Linked DNA regions of Mus musculus: region 1 is linked to region 2. Evidence: chromatin contacts called from public Hi-C data. All regions are on one chromosome and are shown on one strand. Each heading gives the region's core, a stretch centred on a gene start, on an enhancer-like site or on the middle of the called end of the contact. The rest is flanking DNA. Distances are from core to core; before and after follow the strand shown. Region 1 overlaps Inpp5a (inositol polyphosphate-5-phosphatase A). Region 2 overlaps Pwwp2b (PWWP domain containing 2B).

Region 1 (5,037 bases), core at 610-3,109, 210 kb before region 2:
GGGGATATGGAATTCACAATGATGATCACAACACATCTGCCATAGTCAAGGAAGCAATGGGCACTGTTGTCTCCTGAGATCCCAACAGTCTGTGTGACTGGGATACGAGGAGTGGTCACCTCAGAGGACAAGGCTGGGATCCCACTGGGCCACAGCAGCAGCACCAGGAGCATGCTCTGGGTAGCCATTCCTTGTGGGTTCCACACACTGGTGCCAGCTAAGCCACTCTAGTAACAGGGCACGCTTCTCTCATGGGAACACACACCTAGGACCTGTCTAACTAGCACTCAAACAGGAATCTCATTCAGAACTATATCCTGGCGCTCTTCCATTGACCCATTCTCGCCATGGACTGATATCTGGAGTGTTTTGTAGGTGTGCCTGTTCTCCTCACAGACTGATATCTGGAGTGTTTTGTGTGCCTGTTCTCCTCACAGACTGATATCTGGGTGCTTTGCTGCTAGCATGCTCTTTCTCTTTATGGAGCATGTTTGTTTTAAGAACAAGCAGCATGCTTACCTTCATAACAGATTCTTCTGCAGGCCAACACCACACATCCATTGTTAAGAAAGCCCTTCTAGGGGCTCTGGTATTTTCAAGCTCTATGTAAGCTGAAATCTACTTTTGCTCAGCCTTCATGATGCATGTCCCCGGCCCCCTCCCTCGTCTATAGGACCTCTTCTCTTGCTTCTTTGGCTACAGCTTTCTTAGGTTGGAGGAATTTTTTAGTTGTATGACACCTACCCACCATGTGATGCGTGAGTTCCCCTTGGGTGGAAGCATAGATGATTAATGAACATATCACATGACATAGGGTTGTAACTGGAATATGAAGGAGGAGGGGAAGAGCAGAGCAGAAAAAGTAATTTTAAACAACAACAACAACTAAATGCTGTCTTAGTTTGCTGAGATGTACAGTCTCTAGAAAGTCAATGGATTCCTGGCAAGCTAAGCCAGAGAAAACCAAATATCACCAGACCTATGAGACCCAAAGACTGGAAAAGTTCACGAGAGCAAAGTAACGGAACACAGACCCAGCGAAGATGCTCCAGTTCCTCTGATGTCATTCAGGGAACAGATTCTCATGTGACAAGAATACAGGCCACATCCATCAGGAAAGAAGGCAAAATAAGTACATTTTCAAAGAAGAAGAAAATTCAGGAAAATCCCTTCCACAGACCTGCTCTGCCCCAAGCAGCACCAGGGACGGTTGTGTGCAGGGGCCACTAGGATTCGTGGAATGGAGGAAAGGTCTAGGTAAGCAGAAAGATAGCTTCTTGCTGTTTTAGATACATAGCTTCTAAGGTAACTAAATCCACACATTTTCCCAAATTTCATATATACATATATTATATATATTAAACACACACACACACACACACACAAAACACAGAAACCGTGATATGTGTGTTTATACATAAGCAAAACAACCCACATCTCAGCCTCAGTGTGACTGAAGATGATATAGCGGCACTGCTAACACACCCTGGATCAGGGCTTCTGGAGAGACAAAAAGTTAGGTCAGGAAATGGAGTCCCCAAGATTCTGGGGCAGATTCCAGGCCATCCGTGCATGGGCTCTAGGGAGATCTCGGGGGTCTACAAGTTAGAGCAGGTCGGCACACAAGAGAATCATCTGTGGCAGGCTTCCTGAGAAGAAAATAAAACATAGAGAAGCCACCTGGGTCGGAGGGGAGTAAAGCACAAGGGAGGAGATGTCCACAAAGGAGTTTGAGAAGTCAAGAACCATGATGCTCAAGAAGAAGCCATCAGGAAATAAGCCACAACCAGCCAGGGTACCTGACTCAGCAACTGACAGGAGAGGGCGCCAGCACACCAGGAATCTCGCAAGCTACCACCACAGCTGGGAACAGCAAGTTCCAGGAGTCCCTGGCATGCTGCTGAGGGTTAAAAGTCCTGCATACAGAGAAGCCTCTACAGGATAACCATGCAGCAGAGTAAGCTAAGCTCACTGTGACCACAGAGCCAGAACCACCACAAGAAGAAATGAAGAGCCAAACAGGAGACGAGGACCACAGTGCTCACGGAATAGAGTGATGGCAGGAAGAACAAATCACAATGGGCACCAGGAAAGAGCAAGCAAGGAACCTCAGCACTGTGTAAGTGAGAAGTCCTGTTAGGCAGGAAGGAAGCAGGAGGAGGGAGTGACAGCCAACCGGCTGGGAGGAGGATACAGAGCTGAAGCAGGACAGAGCAGAGCAGCACTGGCCACCATCACAGGAAACAAGATTGAATTTGCCCAGAAACAGGCCCCTAGAGCACCCGAAACAAACTTGAAAACATCTCCAAGGCCTCTGGAGCAAAAGCCCTACAAACAGTAACAGCAAAAGCCCAGCCTGGGACTGGACTCTGCAAAAGCAACGTCAAAGGAAGGAAACCATAGAAACACCTTCAGAAACATTTCAAGGGGACAAAGTACTATATCCACTGAGGGTACTGCCAAGCCAGCTTCTCATAAGGAAATGGAGCATGTCTGTCCCAACAGTGCTCTAAGACATCTAGGTGATCCAGGTAGGGACTATCTGTTTAGGCCTTGCTAGCCACTTGTGTGTGTGTAAGAGCTGAGCTTTCAGGGAGAACATAAAACCAGCTACAGGCTATGCCCCACTTCCTAAAACAAATTTGGCTAACAAGGTGCAGATCCCAGGTTCAGTCACTGATAGTGCCTGTTAGGTTCTTCAGCACCCACAGGTACAACTATACACTACATATAACTCTTTACAACCTCAAGGTTTCCACACAGATAGGGGAGCATTTTTACCTCTTCCATCATGTACCCAATCTGATGTTGTCACCAATGACAAGCCATATATGGAACAGTGGTCTCCAGTAATGGAACTGGAAACCCTACCACCTCATGATGGCATGGTGTTGGTGTCTGTGGTAATGCCAGCACACAGCCACTATTGCACAGATGACTGTTCCTGGTTTACATATTCAGTGTGCTGTATCTTCAGAGATAGAGTGTTCTACTCCTCCTTCCTAAAAAAAGACTTCTCTAAAATGGTCTGCCTACAGTGCAGCAGCAGCAGCCTCCTCCATCTCTAATCATCACACCCCCTTACTACATCCAAGGGCTACCCTGAATGCCTGCCCTGGCCACCAAAGTATATGAGTATACTCTGGATGCGTGCCTAGCAAAAGTATCTCATGACATGCTTCTCAGAATGAGTCCCTGCTGTTAATTGACACATGACTGTGTATCACAAAACTAGGGCAACCACTCAAAATGCCAGTAAAAAGGCAAACATCTAAAACATAAGTCAGAACAGAACACAAAACACAAAACAAAGTAGGAATGAGAAACAAAGAACAAAAAGCAGAGTATGCACGCAGCAAGCAAGCATGAAGGGCAGACCCAACCCAGCCCACTGATGCTCACAATAGCAAGTCTGGACCTGCTCTGAATGATGTGGCTGTGTAAAAGGAAACAGTTCTTTGAGATTGTCCCCAGAACCAAACCCACTAAGACAGCTCACCAGCTGGCCCTGGAGTCAGTCTGGACAGCCGGTGGAAGGTGGTAAGTTGTAGAGAGGCCTCAGGTGTGCTGCCAACCAAGACCCCACATTAGGAAGGCACAGGTTTGAAGCACTTATTCAAAGAAAGAGCCACTTCATGGGGACAGAGTCAGTACTGATGCCAGAAAAGGCCTCAGAAGATGAAACTCAAAACCATCAGAGAGGAAGACAGAAAAATGACCTAAGGGAAGGGGCGACAACACAAAGCACTCTGGGCAAAAATAACAGAAAAAGAAACAGAGCCACAGTCACTGAAGAAGCAACATATACACTCATGTGCAGACTCACAGTCATGGCACACACGTGTACACACACTCATGTGCAGACTCACAGTCATGGCACACATGTGTACACACACTCATGTGCAGACTCACAGTCATGGCACACACGTGTACACACACTCATGTGCAGACTCACGGTCATGGCACACACGTGTACACACACTCACACAAGCACACACTCTCATGAATACAAACACAACCAAGACACGGGATAGCATAACTGGAAGCCAAAACCTATGACGTCACAAATTCTATGACACGCTCACTGTCTATAGGATGTGAGCTCTTGTTAGATGCGTTCTCCAGCAGAAGCCTTCTTCTGGCCATAAACCAAATCTCCATAAATCTTAAAATATGGAAGTCACAGAAGCTGTCCTCTGAACACAGAACAAGAGTCATAAGAAAAGAACACACATTACTAGAGTCTGTTTATACAAACAAACAAACACCACAAATACTGGTTTATCATAAAGCAAGCCAGCTAGCTGCATGGTGGCAGCAGAGGACAGAAGGGATGACAGGCCCCAAAGCTTTTATTTGCAATGCCCAGTCACATCTTGGTCATGTTGAGGGACTCATGGTGTAGACCTAAATATTCCAACTAGATGGATGAACCATTTGTCAAGAATGTCCCAACAAACTCACAAAAATTTGAATTTCTACTACCAGAGCAATCAGTTCTGACCATGACCTGTAGGGAACCATGAGGCCCTGAGTCATGGCTGCTGTTCACTAGGACTCAGTGCTGTCCTTCGAGTGCAATGACAAAGGGGCTTCCTTCTTGTTCCTTTGCAGATAACCATAATAACATCTGTGGATAACTCACCCCATAGTCCAGTTCTGCTTAAAGACAATGGAAGCGGAGGAGCTGGGGAGAACATTACAAGTCTGCCAGCTGCTGAGAGGCCTTGTACTTGAGAGCACTGGCTGCTCTTCCAGAAGACCTGATTTTGGTTTCCAGCTCATAACCACCCATAGCTCTAGTTCTATGGGATCTGGCACATTCTTATGGCCTCTGAGGGTATCATGCATGCATGAGGCACACACTCATGAATGTACGCAAAACCACTCCTGCACATAAAATAGAATAAATCTAAAAAGAAAATCTGCCAAGCTTAGCTGGGGTGGGGGGCTGGCCTGGAGTTCATGTCTCTGTCCTCTACTTCCACAGGCTTGTAGCTGATCAGGCAAATGTATTGAAAGGCAGAGACCCAAAGC
Region 2 (5,634 bases), core at 2,964-5,463:
CTGTCTGAAGTGCTCCAGGCCTCCTTGTGGGGAATAAGCCCTTGTGAGAGGGTTCCTCCAAGGTAACTCACCAGGACAGGGAGGATTGCTGAGAAGGGAACCCCGAGAGTTGCTGAGAAGAGTCAGGCATCACCTTCTGGGAACCTGTCCTTTGGTGTCAGCCCAGGAGTAAGGTAGGGTCTTTTACCCCCATTTCCCAGCCCAGCCTCCAGTGTGCTATACCATGAAATCAGACTGAGAAGAAAGAATGGCTAATGTGCTTTTTTGTTTTTGTTTTGTTTTCTGAGACAGAGTTTCTTGGTGTAGCCCTGGCTGTCCTAGAACTCACTCTGTAGACCAGGCTAGCCCTGAACTTGGGAGATTCACATCCTTCTGCTTCCCAGGTGCTGAGATTAAAGGTGTGCACCACCACTGCCCAGCTAATGTATTTCTTTAAAAGGCAGTGATCGAGGGACTTAAAGCTAACTTCACTTCTCATTACATCTAAAGCATCATCTATGCCCTATCATAACTCAGGACAGGTGCTGTCCCCAGGCTGGGAGTGGATGACAGGTAAGACAGACTTCAGGGACTGACTCAAAGCTTTGGTGCCTTGGGCCTCTGAGCCCATCAACAAGCCAGAGAGGGCACTGGCCCTACATGGGCAAGCAACTTAGAGCAAGCAACTGAGCAGGATCATATTGCATGAGTGATCGAGGGACTAGACAGCAGAAGAAACTGACCCAGCCAACAGTTTGAATACCCAGTAACTCCTTGGCCTCTCTAGGGAGTGCTACCAAGAGACATGACAGGAACTTTCATGGTCTTGAAGTCTGGGAAGTGTCAGGTATGCAAGAGTCCCTTTTGTTTTAGTGACAGGGCTCCCCAGTGCTCTGGAGTGTTAGATGTACAGATGTCCACAAAGGTTGCGCTTCACACCTGTGCTGTCAACCTGTCACCAGCTAGAGTCATTGGGGAGGAGGGAGTCTCAAGAAAATCCCTCCCTAAGATTGGGCTGTGGGCAAGCCTGTAGGACAGTTTCCTAGTGATTGGCATGGGAGTCCCATTGTGGTGGTGCCCATTCATGGTCCTGGATGCTATAAGAAAGCAGGATGGATGAAGTCCCTCCCCTCAGAGCTCAGGCAACCCCACGGAAGAGGAGGCAAGTGGGGTCAGAGCCAGGAGTGATAGAAGGCCGAGACATCAAGTCCCTCTAAATCAACGGGAGCAAAGCTCATATGAAGTCCGAGAGTGAAGCAGCTGCACAGGGCCTGTGCCAGGACCTCTGTGCTCATGTTATAGCTCCCACTGTAATTTTACAGGATTCCAGAATGCAGTAGTGCAGTAGGTCTCTGATTCTTGTGCCTCCTCTTGGGCTCTTTTCCTTTTGCTAGTTTATCTTGTCCAACATCAATGTGATCATTTTTATCTTATATTTTATTTTTTAAGAAAGCAAATGAATGAAATCCTAGCCACTAGGGTAAAGGTTAACAACTGAACTGTCATTCAGACCTGCTGGAAGAAGGAAGGTCAGTTTTCTCCGATGGAATGACACTGGGTATATATCAACCAATCCAGGTCAGGCCCGTGTTCAGTAGTTGACCAGCGTACAATGGTTGTATCCACAGCTTTTTGTGCTTTTGATTACATATTTGGGGGGGGGTCTGTTTTCTTGGTTTTGTTGTATTGAGTTTTTCTTTTTTTTAGAAAGTTGGGTGTGTAAGGATGGGGAGAGGATCTGGAAGAACATGGGGAGAGGGGAAGAATATGATCAAAATATATTTAAAGTTAAATACTTTAAAGTTTAGATAATTTAAAAATATAATAAAAATAAATAAGAAGGCTGAGCAATCCAGAGGGAGCAAGCCATTAAGCAGCACCTCCTCTCTACATCAGCTCCTGCCTCCATGTTCCTGTCCTGTTCTGAGTTCCTGCCCTGACTTCCTTCAGGACTACGTGTGGAGATGTGGAGATGTGGAGGTGTAAGCCAAATAAATCCTTTCCTCCCCAACTTGCTTTTGGCCATGGTGTTGCATGATAGCAATAACCCTGACACCAGGACGTCACCTTTCACGGTCAGGCATAGGTCCCTTGACAACTACACAGGGTGAAGTATTCTTGGAGACTCCCCTCCCCGCCAACCCCTGGAGAACAATTTGTCACTGCAGCCTCAGTTCTCTAGCATAAGATGCCCGAGGCTGACCACTCGGAGACCCAGTAGACAGCTTGCTTGCTTACAGAGCCTTCTGTGCATGTGGGCGGACAACATCTGAGACCCAGAACCAAGGTTCTGAGAGTTCCGTTCACACGGCTCTGATGTAGAACTCACGTTTTCACAGACACCAGTCCATGTCACCGTCACTGGCCTAAAGTCCTGTCAGAAGCTCTGCACTACTAAAAGTGGTATGTGGCCGAGAGCTGCCCAGTGGAAGGTGCTTCTGGGACTAAGCTCTCCTGGGAGAGACACTGAGCCCCAGAACGGTGCCTTCTCAACAGTGTGGGCTAAAACAGGAGGCCTGGAGCCAGAATGCGTAGGGAGCTCATTTCTTCTTTGGTGAAGAAACTGGTCTTTCCTTCCTCAGGCTCTACTGGCCTCAGGTAGGCCCATGGTTCAGCAATGTGGGTGGCGTGAATAGTTATGGGCAGAGGGCAGGGCCAGCCCACTCTGAGCTGCTGCTGGGGGTCAGCAGGGTACAGAGCTCACACATCATGCTGGCCTGCTCCTTCAGTCTTCAATAAAGCCTGGGACAAGTGCCAGTGGCCTTTGCTGGCCTATTTATTTATTTGGAGACAAGATTTCACTATGTATGTAGCCCTAGATGGCTAGGACCTCACTATAAGATCCTTCTGCCTCTGCCTATCCCCTCTGGCCCTGGCCCAATGCTCTTGAAGATACATAATGCATCCCGCAGGCAAAGCCCAGAAGTCCAGTCTACTAGGTTCTGTTTGTTTCAGAATAAGATACATCTCTACCCTTCTGCCCAGCAGAGCAGGCCTCCTGAAGATGGAAAGCTCTGTCCCAGGCCGCAGGTGGCAGGGTCCACTTGGCTCAAGCCGATTAAAAGCATAAACTCCCCTAGCTCAGTCTTTCCTGGGGAGCCCCTGAAAGGCAGGGCAGCAACTCAGGCCCTGGCAGAAGATAACCACTCTGTGACTCCAGGGCCAAAACTCAGTCTTGCCTGATTGAAGGACAGAGGTAGGGGAGGACACACCCAGGAAACGGTTCTGAGTGGCTCCTCCATCTTCCTCTCCCAGCCCCCAGAACAGGGGTGTTGGGGGCACAAAGGCAAGGCTGGATGTTCTTACTTCTCCAAAGCCCCCTCTCATCCAAGGTTCCTACTTCCACCTGTGTATCTTCAAAGGTTCTCAGGGCCAGACACTGGGGTACTGCGGGGAGGGGCATCTGTTGCTCTAGCCATGAGCTGACAGCAGGCACAAGGGTGCCCAGAGCTTCCATTCACCAAGACACATCCCTCCTGACACAAGGGCCTCCAGGGTGGTTGGGAGAGACCCTGAAAATGGAGAGATGGTATGTGTTTAGGGACGTGCAGACACTGTCTGATGTCACATCTTCCTGGAAAGCTTCAATGTGAAGAAGGCTTTGCTGCTACAAAAAGTTGAGAGAAGCAGGGTGTGGTAGTGCAAACGTTTAATCCCAGAACACTGGGGAGGCCGAGGGAGCCGGATCTCTGCGAATCCAAGGCCAGCTTGGTCTACAAAAAGAGTTCCAGGACAGCCAGGGCTATTACACAGAGAAACCCTGTCTCAAAAAAATAAAAAGTTGGGAGAACATCCCACCACCTCCAAATCTCAGATCCAGGTCCACAGGACACCATTAGAGCAGCCGCTGGGCTAGTCAGTGATGGATCCACACCAAACCCCTCCTTCCTGAGCCTGGAGAAGCCTCAGAGGCACCAAGGCTCTCGTATTGCCCACAGGTTCCTCCTGAGGGCTATGGCACCCTCAAAACCCAAGAGTATTTTCCATCAAAATCAGGAACAAGAAAAGCCACTACCACCATCAGGGCATCCATCCCTTAGCTCTAATTGAGCCATGGGAGAAAACAGACACAGGAGGCTCCATTGGAGGAAACAAACTGTTCAGGTCTGAGCCTCTGCCTGAGTGAGGGGTTTAGGGTAGACTGGAAAACCAGAGTAAGCCCTGAGGCAGGAGACTGAAACTACTGCCTAGAGCAAAGAGTGGCCTAGCTTCAGACTTGTATCCTGTCAGGTGACCCTGAGTGAGCAATACCACTGGCACAGTGCCACCTTGACAGGGAGGGCCAGGGCCCTTCTCCACCCCATTAGAGGATTGTCACCTCTCTACAGGTCAGGCAGGTGCAGCTTTGAACTATTCAGGCAAGAGCCTCAACACGGACTCCTGTTTATTTCTTTCCATGCTTAGACAAAGGAGCAGAGACAGTTTTCTTTTCTTTCTGTTTTCTTTTTGGTCTCGGAAGTGACAGAGGGGAAAGGAATGTGGCCTCACAGGGCAGAGACGGTATCTCCTAACCTGGGGTCTGTTTTCACTTCTGCCTTCCTTCTCCCCTTCCCAGTCCTGGTGACATAGCAGCATCTCAGACCAAGGCGGCCTTGCAGGCTGGGGCTGGGAGCCAGGGACCCATGCTTTGAGTGGAATGTGGAAGAGATGCGACTAGGTTCCTGGCTCAAGTGCACAGAGACCCTATACCCAAGGGCTGGAGGAGAACCCAGTACGTGCAATTTGGTTTCCTCAAAGCCTATAGGGCAGCTCGTGCTGAATAACGGAGGCCAGGCACAGGAGGATGCCCTGTAGCTAGGCCCAGCACCCACACCAGGAGTTTCACAGGCTGGGCAGAAAGCCCTGTTTCTGTTTGCGGATGCCTAAGCTTTGCAGCCTCTAGCACACAAAGCAGCAAACATGTCACCAAGCTCCAGGACACTTCTCGGCTAGGAACGCTGAAGCCTGAACAGATACATTCAGCCGAGAGGAGCCAGGTGCCCTAAGCTGGGTCCCTCCTCATGCACACCTGCTCCTCTGGAGGCAGGCCAGCCACTGTGCCCAGCATGTTTCTGCACACAGCCAGCCAGAGACACGTGGGTCCCTGGGACAGAAGTCAGAAGTTCCAGGACAGCAGCTGCACCCTCATTGTCGGTGACCTTGGGAGAAGAAGAAAGGATAAGAGGTTACCAAGGGGTCAGTTATAAGGAACAGAACCCTAGAGGGTTCAAGTATCAGGACAGAGCCTTACTGAGTTTGTACCAGTGTCCCTTCAGCCTTCTCCTTTGGGCACTATGGCTTTGCAGAGACCCCAGAGGCTGTTCTGCACCCTCACCAGCTCTCACCAGGCCAGTGAACCATACTTCCCTCGTTCCCACAAGTTCTGCCGCCCGTGGCTCAGCCATGCCAGAGGACGGTAGAGGATCTTAGATGGTGGGAGGCTTTGGAGCACAGGGTCAGCCCAGTCCAGTAGGAGGGCCAAACACTAGGATGTCTGCAAGGAAAGTTTGCTGTTCTAATAATGAGCTCACTGTACAGGAAAATCCTTAGTCCCTCAGTCACCAGGACACATCCTCTACCCCCAGGGTAAGGGAGAGCAGACCTGAAAATCGATGGTGATGGTGATGGTGATGAGTATGTATATGTCTGGATAGATGGATTAGGGGTGTGGTATCA

Evidence for each region. Hi-C and Micro-C count contacts between places; a contact is called where the count stands out from the background.
Region 1: a contact with region 2 is called in a Hi-C map of bone marrow-derived macrophages, with 24 read pairs. The contact joins two enhancer-like sites. A contact is called at or near these places in 5 of 484 Hi-C or Micro-C datasets (the G1E-ER4 cell line, bone marrow-derived macrophages, cranial neural crest and 2 more), 8 of 115 datasets of contacts at active chromatin or transcription factors (SST interneurons, bone marrow-derived macrophages, differentiating embryonic stem cells and 5 more) and 3 of 9 other capture datasets (adipose tissue, embryonic stem cells and liver).

What each region holds. Positions count from the first base shown.
Region 1 is chr7:139,470,178-139,475,214 of GRCm38.p6, reverse strand. The region is part of intron 2 of Inpp5a (inositol polyphosphate-5-phosphatase A); the gene reads right to left. Among named protein-coding and RNA genes, the nearest start is that of Gm46004, 84 kb to the right of the region's middle. Within about 2 kb of position 1,859, at least 50 of the 459 cell types and tissues checked have an H3K27ac peak or open chromatin away from gene starts, as enhancers often do. A contact at or near this core is called in bone marrow-derived macrophages, granulosa cells and heart atrium, where this site is marked.
Region 2 is chr7:139,265,955-139,271,588 of GRCm38.p6, reverse strand. Pwwp2b (PWWP domain containing 2B) reads right to left here. Exons shown (of 3, transcript NM_001098636.1): 3 at 4,336-5,117. Gm32486 (a long non-coding RNA gene) reads left to right here. Exons shown (of 3, transcript XR_880989.2): 3 at 1-323. Among named protein-coding and RNA genes, the nearest start is that of Gm51504, 10 kb to the left of the region's middle. Within about 2 kb of position 4,213, at least 82 of the 459 cell types and tissues checked have an H3K27ac peak or open chromatin away from gene starts, as enhancers often do. A contact at or near this core is called in bone marrow-derived macrophages, granulosa cells and heart atrium, where this site is marked.